2 separate regions of the Sus scrofa genome follow, and region 2 is linked to region 1. A link is a contact called in public HiChIP or PLAC-seq data. All regions are on one chromosome and are shown on one strand. Each heading gives the region's core, a stretch centred on a gene start, on an enhancer-like site or on the middle of the called end of the contact. The rest is flanking DNA. Distances are from core to core; before and after follow the strand shown. Region 1 holds the start of CDK17 (cyclin-dependent kinase 17). Region 2 holds the start of ELK3 (ETS domain-containing protein Elk-3).

What was found. HiChIP or PLAC-seq counts read pairs in DNA pulled down with a chosen protein or histone mark.
Region 2: an H3K27ac HiChIP or PLAC-seq map of skeletal muscle shows a contact between it and region 1. The contact joins the promoter of ELK3 here to the promoter of CDK17 in region 1. A contact is called at or near these places in 2 of 47 Hi-C or Micro-C datasets (embryonic fibroblasts and retroperitoneal adipose tissue) and 2 of 2 datasets of contacts at active chromatin or transcription factors (alveolar macrophages and skeletal muscle).

What each region holds. Positions count from the first base shown.
Region 1 is chr5:87,177,959-87,183,685 of Sscrofa11.1, forward strand. CDK17 (cyclin-dependent kinase 17) reads left to right here and starts at 2,174. Exons shown (of 18, transcript XM_021092731.1): 1 at 2,174-2,265.
Region 2 is chr5:87,351,551-87,357,277 of Sscrofa11.1, forward strand. It overlaps ELK3 (ETS domain-containing protein Elk-3), which reads right to left and starts at 3,651. Exons shown (of 5, transcript XM_021092733.1): 1 at 3,558-3,651. LOC110260790 (a long non-coding RNA gene) reads right to left here. Exons shown (of 4, transcript XR_002344245.1): 4 at 4,123-4,939.

The DNA.
Region 1 (5,727 bases), core at 924-3,423:
GGAAGAGGCAAAGGTGCTCTTTAGCAACTTTAGATGGGGCAATTAGAACAATCTTGATTTCCAGTGGAATAAGGAATCATTCCAATAATGACAGAAGGAGGAATTATTGATGGGAAACTCAGGATGCCATTTTTGTAAACTCACTTTTATCATGACTTTTAATATTACTAAGGGACCAAAAAAAAGACGTGATTTTTTTAAAAAAATAAGGCAGGTATGTGAAAAATACTTGGCATATAAGTACATCTTTTGTAAATATCAACTTTTCTGTCTTTCCAACTTTAGAAGATCTCTAAACGATGCTGTTTCTTGCCATGTTACAGAGTTCTTTGACTTGGATAAATCTAAAAAGCATCAACTAAAGTTTTTTTTTAAGTCCACTTATTCTAAAGGAAAGCTTGTTATATATTTGAATTCATTTATGATAAGCACGTGTTAAATATGTTCAGAGCATAAACGTTGATTTATGGACTCTAGTAATTTTAGAGGTATGGAGAAATCTGACTGAAATGTATGATTGTTGGATATTACAGTAGATACACTCAACTTGGTCCAGCAAAATAAAAGAAGTCGTCAGGCATTCTTTTTAGGGAGAAAGGATTCACCCAAGACTCCAGGAAGATAATTGTCAAAAGTCCTTAGGACATAATGTGATTGAAATTGCATTAAAAATGTATTAAGTCTATTTCTGGGTATTACAGTAGACAAATATTTATATCTCACTTCACCAGGCCTTTTATGTGGTTTTAATTTTTTTTCTTGTTTAGCTTGTCTACATCCGGTCTCCATTCTTTTTCAATCCTCTCATTATCTCCCTCTAGGGGTTTCTGTTTGTGTTTACTCTGCCTTTATCCTTCTTAGTGGGAAAAATGTGGGTCAGTATTACTTCAGTTTGTCTTCACTTTCACTCTGCTGTTCATTCCTGAACTAGCTGTTAGCCTCTGGGAAAGAAGAAAGTAAAGACACTTACAGAAACTGGGCCAACCTCTCCACCGCTCCCCTCCTCCAAGAAAACACAACCTAACCAACTCTGCAACAGTACTTCCTTTCTGTTCTCAGAGCACCTTCCATTGCCCTTCTCAAAGCTCGGATTTGTATAACTGTTTATGGAGTACCTTTCACCCCAGAGAGACGCTCCGTGCTTTGAGGACCTAGTATATTGCCGCGAATATAAGAAAAAGAAGTTGGTAATTTAAATGAATAAATGCCGCCTGTGTGAGGGACTGCTGCCCTGGTACCCACCCCCTCACCTAACCACAATAAAGGAGAAAAGTTGCAGCAATCAAGCTCAAGTGCAGGTCCTTTGACACCAGCTCTCTAGAGAACCAACAGAGAACCGTGGCCACGGTCTCTCAATTACATAATTACTTGGATAATGTCAGCAGCAGTTTTTGTTTTGTTGGGGGGTGGAAGATGAAGGGGGGGATTATTCAGATAATTTCTCCTCCAGTCGCGGTGGACAGGCAGTGCCTAACCTTCTCACCTACGTGGGGTCTCCCCACCCCTCCCACCCCCTCCAGCCGCCCCGAGGCCCGGGGCTCGGGGCTCCAGACCCAGGCCCCACCTCGGGGTGGGGGGTTTCCCGGGGATACCCCGCCCCGCCCTCGAGGCCCCGCCCCCTCCGCCGCCGTCGCCGCCGCCGCCGGCAGGGGTCGCGCTGCCCGCGGCAAGCGGCTCGGGCGGAGGTGGGGGAAGCTCCCGCGGCCGGTCGCCTTTCTCTGCCGCTGCTGGTTGGATCGTTTCAATAAAAGTCTTTTTTCTTGTTCGCTCGCTCTCCCCCCGGGGGACAGGCGGAGGCGTCAATCCGCAGCCGCCGAGTGAGAAAGCGACGCACACGCAGCGAGCGAGAGCGGCCGCCCGCCGTCTCCTCAGCTCCTCACGGTCCGGCCCCGGGGAAGAAGGAGCCCGCGTCCGGCCGGGCAGCCTCAGCCGGGCGTCGGCGCTTCCCAGGCCGCCTGGCTCCGGCTGCGCTCCTCCGCGGGGATTAGTGGGCGGCCCGCGCGGCCCGGCGGCTCGGGAGCCATGTTGTCCGGGGGGCTTGGCAACGCGTGAGGGACCCGCGGCCCCTCCTGGAGGCTCCGGACCCTCGGCTTGAGCTGGAAGGCGGCGGCTGCTGCGGAGGCCTGCGCCTCGGAGGCGCCTCGGGTCTGCCGGCCGCTGGGACCCGGACCTGCATCCGGTCGCCGCGGGTGTCGGCCGAGCTGCTTTCCGCCTGCACCCCGCCTCGCCTCGCCTGGTCTCAGGACGCGGCCCCCGCACTTGCTGGTGAGTTGGCGGCCGGCGGTGGCGCGGGGCTTTCCCCCCTGACCCGCCGACCTGGGGCTGAGAGGGGCCGGAGCGTGCCCGAGACCCGGGCCTGGGCCGGCGGCTGGTGGGGACGCGGGGGGCTCAGGCCCCGCGGGGAAGTTGAGAGAGGTGGGTGGGTCGCAGGGGGGTGGCTTGTGCCTGTCGCCCTCGCCCGGGCGTTTCCGGCAGTGGGGTGAGGTGTGGGTGTCTGACTCTCGGGCTCCTCTGCGGGAGGCGCCTCCGGCCGCCGCCGCCGCCTCCGCCTCCGGTGCTTGCTGGCGCTTCGGTCTCCGGGGGAGGCCGGTCTCCCCGCGAGGCCCTGGAAGGGAAGAGGCAGAAAGTCCCCCGCGGCATAAAGGTCCCCTCGGCGGGGGTGGAGCTGCGGGAACGGGAGGCTCAGCCCCGAGGGGCAGGAAGGGGCTCAGGTCCGCGGGAGGTGGGCGAGGCGGCGGCGGCGGCGGCGGCGGCCGCGTTTCCAGCTCCTTGGAGACGCCGGGGGTGTGCGCGGGTGGGGAGCGAGGGGAGGAGGAGCCCTCGCGTGGGGAGCGGGCCGAGACAAAGATCCGCGCAGCCTCCCGCTGGCGGGTCACACCCCTGAGCGCCGGTCAAGAGCAGAGGCGGAGGGGATGTCGGAAACCCCCAGAACCGACGGGGAGGGGCAGGTGGGGGGCTGCCAAGTATTGTCATCTCCGCCGCAGTTGCTTGTCTCAGGGTTTTTGTGCGGGATGATTTTGCTCCCCGACTCGGCTGGATAGCTCCACACTCTCTCCCGCGCATCACCCCCTCCCTGCCACATTGAGTCGCCAGTGGTTTTCCCCTCGTTCTCCCCCTACTTCTCACCCACTCCTTTTCGAGTAAGCAGTCTTTTGCCTTCAGCTTGGGGAACGTTTGCTAATGACAGGATGCCTGAGCTTGTTCTGACCCTGAACTGCCTTGAACTCCTCTCTCTTCCTCCCACCCTTTCCTTTCTGGGATCTTATAATGTCACATGGCCATTAACAATTAGCTTTTCTTCTGCGAAAATGGCAAAAGCGTTTAGCTCAAATGCATGGCGCTCCTCCTTTTTATTAATGTGTCCACCAAAGACACGTCGTTAGTCACGGATTATCACCTCTTATTAGCCAAATGATTTTTTTAGATACAGAAGTGGCAACTTTTGTTTTGAGTTTTGGCTCTTCCTAGGGTCAGCAGTGTGTGTATCCCTGGCAGCCGCTAGACCTGTCATTTATCAGGAAATGCTTGACTTAGATAATTCTTTCCTCAAACTTTGGTGATTATTTCTTGAGTTTTTGTTGAAGGATTTCTTTTAAAAGGCACTTGTGTAAGAAGGTCAAAGTAACAAATCTGAGTCACTGTATTTTAGACTTATTTTATCTTTGGACAGAAGAAAATGAATGGGATTTTAAGATTTTGATGCCTTGCAAGGAGAGCCTTCCTTGAAATTAGAAATAAAGTTCAACCCAATTTTAAGAAAAAAAATTTTGCTACCATTAATATTATTGGTTTGGTTTTGTTCTTTTATGAGATTAAGTAGTTGATTTATTTATTAAATGATGCTTTACTGATGAAGTCGTTTCCGTCTTTGTATTCCTAACTTCTGCATACTTCCAAAAACAATGGGCTGGAACAAAAGAAAAAACTGTGGCTATTTTTAAGGAATATTCTTTTTTATATGAAAGAGATTACTGGAATGTAAAACTGGTAACCTTTTATCTGGTAAACTATCTCCTAGGCCAGAAACCCTAATGGTTTGAATGCTAGGCTTCAAAGGAAATAGGTTAGTATTTGAATTTAAGCTGTTTTCAAATTACTCTGCAAATATAATTCATTGATTTTTTTAACAGTGTAAATAAAAACATTGAATGGAAAGAAATGTAAAACCTGTTTGATGTAGGGATGTTACCATTTATCAGTGGTATTTTGAGAATAGTCCTGTCTTGCTGCATGTTGCCATTTAAATGTTGACACTGTAAAAATTGTAAAAGGGATTTCAGTTTAGGGACTAGTCTCTGAATTGAGGGACTTCCTTCCCCCTCCCTCACCACTTAACAGCTATTTTTTTAACCTCTGCAAAATTAATAGGTTATGTCATTAATATTTTATATAACATTTATCAAAAGGCCATATTGAGGATACACCGATTTTTTTCTTATGTAAATTTTTTTTCTTAGGATTTTTTTTTCTTATGTCTAGTTAGATACTTGAAGTTTTATTCTCACCAGAAGGGAATCTACCAAAAAATTATCAGAGATTTCTGAGTGGTAGGATTTATGGATGAATAAAAATACATTTCTGTATTTCTCAAATTTTCACATTACTTTTACAATCAGTAAAAGAGTATATGAAGAATTAAAGTCTTGTTAATATCCTAATTTGCCTGTTACTGAAAGATGCTGTAAAATGTGTGATTTATTCTTATCCTTGGATTCAGGCCCCAAGAGTCACTTTTGGTGTTAGATATTTGAAATAGTGTAGTCTGCCAAATGTACTCTGATTACCTAAAGGAAAAAAGAGAGATACAGCAAACAAAGATGAAATTAAAATAGTTGATTTAATGTATAGTATCGATCCAATTAGTAGCTTTATACACCAGTAATCTTGCTCTAATAAGTGCAATTGGTTTTAGAAAAAAATGGAAAAATTTTATTTGCTTCGTAGCGCAGAATGGCCGTGTATATATTAAGTTTTCAGATACTAGTTTAGTCCTGTGATTATGGTGGAAAGAGATGGCATATAAAATAATTTGCTCTGTCAAAGCTTTTGTTTTTTCTCTTATTTTCAGCAATATTTTTCTATTTTTCCATTATTAATGAGATAGTACTAATTAAACTGCAAGTATTTTATTGCGAACAATGGAACTATAATGGCTGCTGAGGGAGATGTTCAGAAGTGAAGCTGATGATGTTCCTTAATAGTAAAAAATATTATCTATGAACTCAAAATTTTTGCTCTGTTGTTTTCTTTGTTAGTGTTTTTATAGTACTGAATATCTATAAGACGGTACACTTTGAATCTTTATTACTGTTCTTTAGTCCTAATAAAAATTACAGCATGTCATAGCATTCTTTTCTATAGCTTTTATACTTCTATGATGCGTAATTACATTGAATATACATTTCTACATATGCTGTATTGTAGAAAAAAGACATTGTATGTTAAATACAGCTTATGAAAATATTCTCTAGAGTATTTTGTCTATTTTAAAAGTTGCCTCCTTTCATACATGTGAAGGAAAGTCTTTTGAGTTCTTCGAATTTTGAATGTGTAATTTTGCTTAAACTTTTTTAAATGGAAAAGTTATTTAAAATGCATTTTGTAAACTGATTATAGCATTTTGCATTTGAAATGATGAACAGGTTTATGGCATTTTAAAATGTGTTTTTATCTCACAGTATTTGTGAGGTAAAAACCTGCCTTCAATAGAAAACCTAGTTAAACCTA
Region 2 (5,727 bases), core at 2,401-4,900, 180 kb after region 1:
TGAGCATCTACTGTGTGCCAGGTGCAGTGTTAGGGTCATCTCCTACTCATGTCCACTGACTCAAACCCTGGTCAGGCTGGGTGGATTGTTTTTAGGACATGCTTTGCCACAAGAAATGCCAACCCCTGAAAAAGTCCTCAAGAGAGCAGCATGTCCGTATCATCAAAGGAGCCCCACAGTTCCCATCGGGTTCCTTAAAATCTTTTACCCTTCTTAGTAATGCTTCATATTTCCAACATTTAAAGGTTTAAAAAAAAAAAAAAAAAAAGGCCAGAGGCCTTTGCTATATTTGGCATAGAATGACCATCAGGGGGTTTTGCAGGCAGGATCATTACTGGAAACTCTAAAAACACTTAGGGACAGTCTTGGTAACTGTCTGACCCACCTGCCCTCCTAACACAATTTGTAATTTTATAATCCCCATAAATTGAAACTTATAAGCGACCTTTCTCAAATAAATGTGTGTCACAGAAGGAGAGGAAAAAACGGAGAGCGATCGGAGGGTATTTTGTTTGGCAATAAGACTCTGAAATCAATTTGAGCTCATTAATAGATGCCTGGAACTGGCTTAGTTTCTCATCACCTCACTCCCCCCCCCGCCCCCTCCCCCACGCACAGAGGGTGGGTGTGTTTGAGCAGCTTTAGCAAGAGAGACTTCACACACACACACACACAGAGAGACACACACACCTAGGAGGGAAAAACCTGCTAAGTCCGAAATCCAAAATGACTTCAAAGTTTTCAAGATGCTGCCCTGAAAAGGTTCGTTGGGCGGCTGGCTGCCCCTCTAAGTAAATAAAGCCGTAACGTGTCTGCCTCTCCAGCGCAGGGCTCCCCCGGCTGACAGTGGCTGCACAAAACCCCTCCTGTGCCGAGCAGCGGAAACTCCTAATGAGATTAGTTGGTGTGTGTGCAGACATTACTTAGCAATGACTAAAGGGGCTCTCTCTTCCTGCAGCAGCCAGTGGAAAATTCAGGGAACTTTTTCCCCCTGCAGCAGCAGAATCCCTTTAACCCTCTCCCCAGCCAACTCCAAAAACAACTCAGCCTCCCCCAGCCCCCTTCCTCCCTGCTGGGGTGCTGGGGGGAGTTAAAGACCAGCCAGGGGCTTCCAGGAGCAGGAGGGTGGGAGAGGGGCCGGCGGGGAAGGGGCGGGTGACCCCTCGAACACTACAAAGGAAACTGTAAAAGGCACAAATACATAAACCTGAGAAGGAGCAAACCACAGTTTCTTTGTGAGCTCCTCTAGTGAGTCATTTTCAAGATGCTGTCTGCTGCCAGTTTCAAAGCGGAAGCGCATGGCAATTAGTCTTGCCGTTTCCAGACAAGCCAGAAACTCTCCCGACACTGTGTGTGTGTGTGTTTTGTTTTTTTTTTTTTTCTTTTTTCTTCTTCTTCTTCTAAAAAGCCCCTTTTGCAGTTTCTGAAATAACATTTCTTTCTCCCACCCCCACCCGCCGCCTAACGGCAGCTTGTCCTCGGGGTGATTCGGTTCAGAAAACCTAACAAAACCGAGCCCTCTTTTCTTTTTTAACCCTCCAAAACCGTAATTCCTCCCTCAAAAGTTACAGTAGCATTACAGGCCAGCATTCAGTTGCAAGCGAAAACGCCTCGTCCTCAAGTGCCGGGGGCTCCAAAATCATCTCCTGCCCGGTCCTCCTCCAAACCCGTGTCCAGTAATAACGCCACTAGCTTTTAAAGGTCCGGCTGGGCGTGCGCCTGGGGCGGCGACCCGGGCGGGGGGTCACCTGCCGAGCCCGAGGGGACGCTCCCCCCAGCCCCTCGGCTTCGCTCCCCACGCCCTCCGCTTCCCTCTCCACCCCTGTCCTTTCCCTGGATCCGAGCATCGGTGCCCACCGCCACTCTGGGGGGCTCCCCAGCCCCGGCTGAAGGTCGGCGGTGGTCCAGCCACCAGGCACGCAGCCCGCGCCAGTCACCGTTCTTCCCAGGGACCCCGAGTCTCACCGTCCCCCCCAACTCTCCCGCGCGCCCCCTCCTCCCGGCTCGCAGCGCAGCCCAGGGCGGGGTGTGCCAGCGCCTGGTGCCCGCAGCCCCCCGGCCGGCGCGCCAACCCGCCGCAGGAGCATCCCCGCGGCGTCCCCTCTCGGAGGCCGCCCTCCGCCCCAGGCCCGCAGCCCCCCAGCACGGCGCCCACCCGGTCCCACCCCCCCCCCAAGCCGTAGGGAAAAAGCAAGCAAGAAAAAAGACACCCCCCCCCACCCGCCACGAAACTTTGCAACTGTCCAAGCAACAGGCACGAACCCTACTACCTACCCAGATGTGGGGGAGCTTTCAAGATCCTTCTTCGGGGGAATTTCTAGGAGGAACCGGGCGAAAGCCCCCGAATTTCCATGCTGACAGGCGTCTGCAGACGGTCTGTGGCTCTTGTAATGAGATCCTGATTTTCCCCCCCTTTTTTTTTCTTTCTCTCGCTCCTCTTTTTTTTTTTTTTTTTTTTTTTTTCCTCTGGTGTGTGTGAGAGCAGGAAGTTGGAGCAGTCAGGCCGAGCCGGCTCACTTCCTTTACTGCATTATTCCCCAGGCGGTGTGCAGTCTGTGTAAACAGGCTTTTCCGCCCCGCGCCGCGCGCCCCGGCCGCGGCTGTGCGCCGGGGCTGGCCGCCGAGGCCCGCGCATACTCCGCCGCCCGGGGCCCCGCACCGCGCCCGCGCCCCCGCCCGCCGCGCCCCGCTTCCTGCTCGGCCACCCCCGGGGAGGAGCCTCCGGACCCCGTGCGACTCCGAGTGGCCGCGGCCCCTCCCCACCGGGGGGCGGGCAACTCGGCCAGAAACGCAGGGACGCTGCCCCCCGACGCGCCGGGGGGCTGACCTTGGGATAGGGCACCACCGGGGACCCCTCTGCTCCCCCGGAGTCCCCGCGCTGGGCCCCTGAGTGGGGGTCTTGCCCTGCCTGCCTGCCTGGTTGGCCTGGGCGGGGAGGCCCGAAGTGGGGAGGCCGCTAGACGGGCTGTTTTCTGTCCGCGGGGCCGGGAGAGTGGGGGGGCTAGGGCATCGGGAAAGGGGTCTGCTTGCTCTGGGCCGGGCGCCGCTTTGATCGTGGGTGGGGGCGTGATTGCTTAGGATGAGAAGATGTTGCCTGTGCAGCAAAGGAGGCACAGTTTTTGGCCGGGGATGGACAGAGTTCCTGTCTGGGATTTAAAAAAAAAAAAAAAAAAAAAAAAGCCAGCGCTCGGAGTAGGGGGCCCACTTTGGGGAAAAGGATGAGAAGCCATAAACTGGAAGCCACGATTCTCCAGGAAGAGCCCTTTCTGGCCGTTTGCTATGGCCTACTGCAGGCCCAAACTTTCCTGCCTGCTTAGGGGCTCCGGAGGCAAAGGGGCAGCCTCCGCCGGGCTAAGTGACTGAGGCTTCATCATCTCAAAATTGGACTCCACGCCGCGCTATCCGTCAAGGGCAGCCCACCCCCAAGGGCTCCGGGCCAGGCTCCGACCCGAGAGCTTGTCCACTGCCCTGAGGCTTAGAGGAGAGAGAAGGGTGAGGATGGAAGAGGCCCTCGCCCCCAGCCCCCTGCCCCCAGGCTCCCACCCCTGACTGCTCACCTCCTGGACCCCTCCATTTTCCGCTCCTTAGCAGCACAGACCAGCGCTTCTCAAACCTCAGCGCGCCCCAGCATCGCGGGGAGGGCTTGTTAAAACACCAGTTGCCTGGCCGCACCTTTGCGGGCCTGAGGCGGGAGGTCTGGGGTGGTTCTCAGCCCTGGCTAAACTTTAGAATCACCTGGGGAGGGCTTTGAAACCTCTTGATCACCACACACAGCCCAAACCAATTAAGTCAGATCCCTGGGGCAGGGAGGGGGCGTTGGTTTCAAAGGATGGCCTTTCCGAGTCCCTCCACTTGTTTGTTTGTTTCTTATTTTTGCAGCCCTTCTGAGGATGGTTGGCTTGGGACCATCTCACTATGACTAGCTGTGGAGGGTTGGATTTTACTCTCCTTAGGACCCCCAAGTGCCAGTCAGAACCCTGGGCTCAGGGGACCCTCGGGCTCCCAGCATTTGCTTGGGGCCGGTGTGGCTAGTTCACTGAGAGGTGGGACAAGGCCCAGCAGGCCTCTGAGAAGGGTGGGGAGACAGGAAGGGGGGGGGCGGAGGGCAAGGTGGGGAGGACAGAAGAAAGAGATGTTGGGAGGAGGAAAGCCCTTGATTGGCCACAGCTCATTTTCCACTTTAGCGATGATGGTTACAATGTAGCGGGCTTCCCCTGGCACCCAGGAGAGCTCACTGCATGTCCCTGTATGATGCAGCTGTGGACTGGGACAATGTCAACTTATTTTATTATCCTTCTGGAGGAGGAAAAAAAGTCTCCTACGCACAATTAAGAACACCTTGTTGCTTTATCTCAAAAGCACAGGGCAAGGCCAAGCCGAAGTATCCCTTAAACCCGTGGCGTTCATGCATTTTATTGTGTGTCCTCACAACAATACAGTATGTTGTGGAATCCTAATATGTGTGAGAGAGAAAAAGCATACATATTGTCATCAAGCTTTAATTAGTTTGCCGCAATGCCTCTTTGTCCAAGGCACTCCCGAAACACTTCTGGGCGGTTCTGGCATTTCCCAAACCAAAGGAAAACCTCTCGTTTTTCTGGTGTTTTCAGTTGTCCGCGCCACCAACAGCAAGCTCTTCATTGGAATGAGTAACTCAGAGCTGACACTGCTCTTCCTCAAGGCACAGGGAATAACGTACAGGTGCCCGGAGCTTCTGGACTTGGCACGCGCCAGCCACTGCCGTCTTGGCTCAGGCCGCTATGATAAACGCCTTAGACGGGGCGGCTTATACAGCAGCCGTTTCTTTGTCACCGTTCTGGAGTCTGGGAAGTCTAAGATGGAGATGCCAGCCAATTCGGTTTTTGGCGAGGGCCCTCTTCCGGGGCTTACAGATGACGCCTCTTACTGTGTCCCCACCTGGCCTTTCTCGATATGCTCCCTGGGAAGAGAGAGAGAGAGAGAGGAAGCAAGCTCTTTGGTGTCTCTTCTCGTAAAGGGCACTAATCCCATCATGGGAGCTCCACCCTCGTGACCTCAGCTAAACCTAATTACCTCCCAAAGGCCCAGCCTCTTAGTACCATCATATTGGGGGTTAGGGCTTCAGCACGAATTTAGGGGAGACGTTAACATTCAGTGCCTAACAATGGCTATTTGTTTTCCATGTTTTCCTTCTCACTGTCAAAAAGCAGCCAAGGAGGATGGCATTTAGTAGTATAGAATCCACAACCTTTTTTTTTGGCTCTTGTTTTAGGGCCGCACCTGCAGCATATGGAGGTTCCCAGGCTAGGGTCGAATCAGAGCTACAGCTGCCAGCCTAAACACAGTCACAGCAACGCTGGATCCTTAACCCACTGAGCCCGAAGCCAGGGATGGAACCACAGCCTCATGGATACTAGTCAGAGGCATTTCCACTGCACCACAACGGGAACTCCTCTCCAGACTCTTCTTTTTATGCTTTTGTTGTAAAACAGACAGGAGTTAGGATTGTATGGGGTGTGAGTAAAATTTCTTCCAGAACCCTATGGAGCAAGTGACAGGGCCATTCATTGCTGCTGGCCGAGAGAGAATGACACTCTCTCAGCTTTAATAAGAGCATCAGAGATCTGGAGTTCCCGCTATGGCACAGCAGGTTAGAGATTTGGCATTGTCTCTGCAGTGGCTCAGGTCACTGCAGAGGTGCAGGTTTGATTTCGGGCCTGGCACAGTGGGTTAAAGGATCCAGCATTG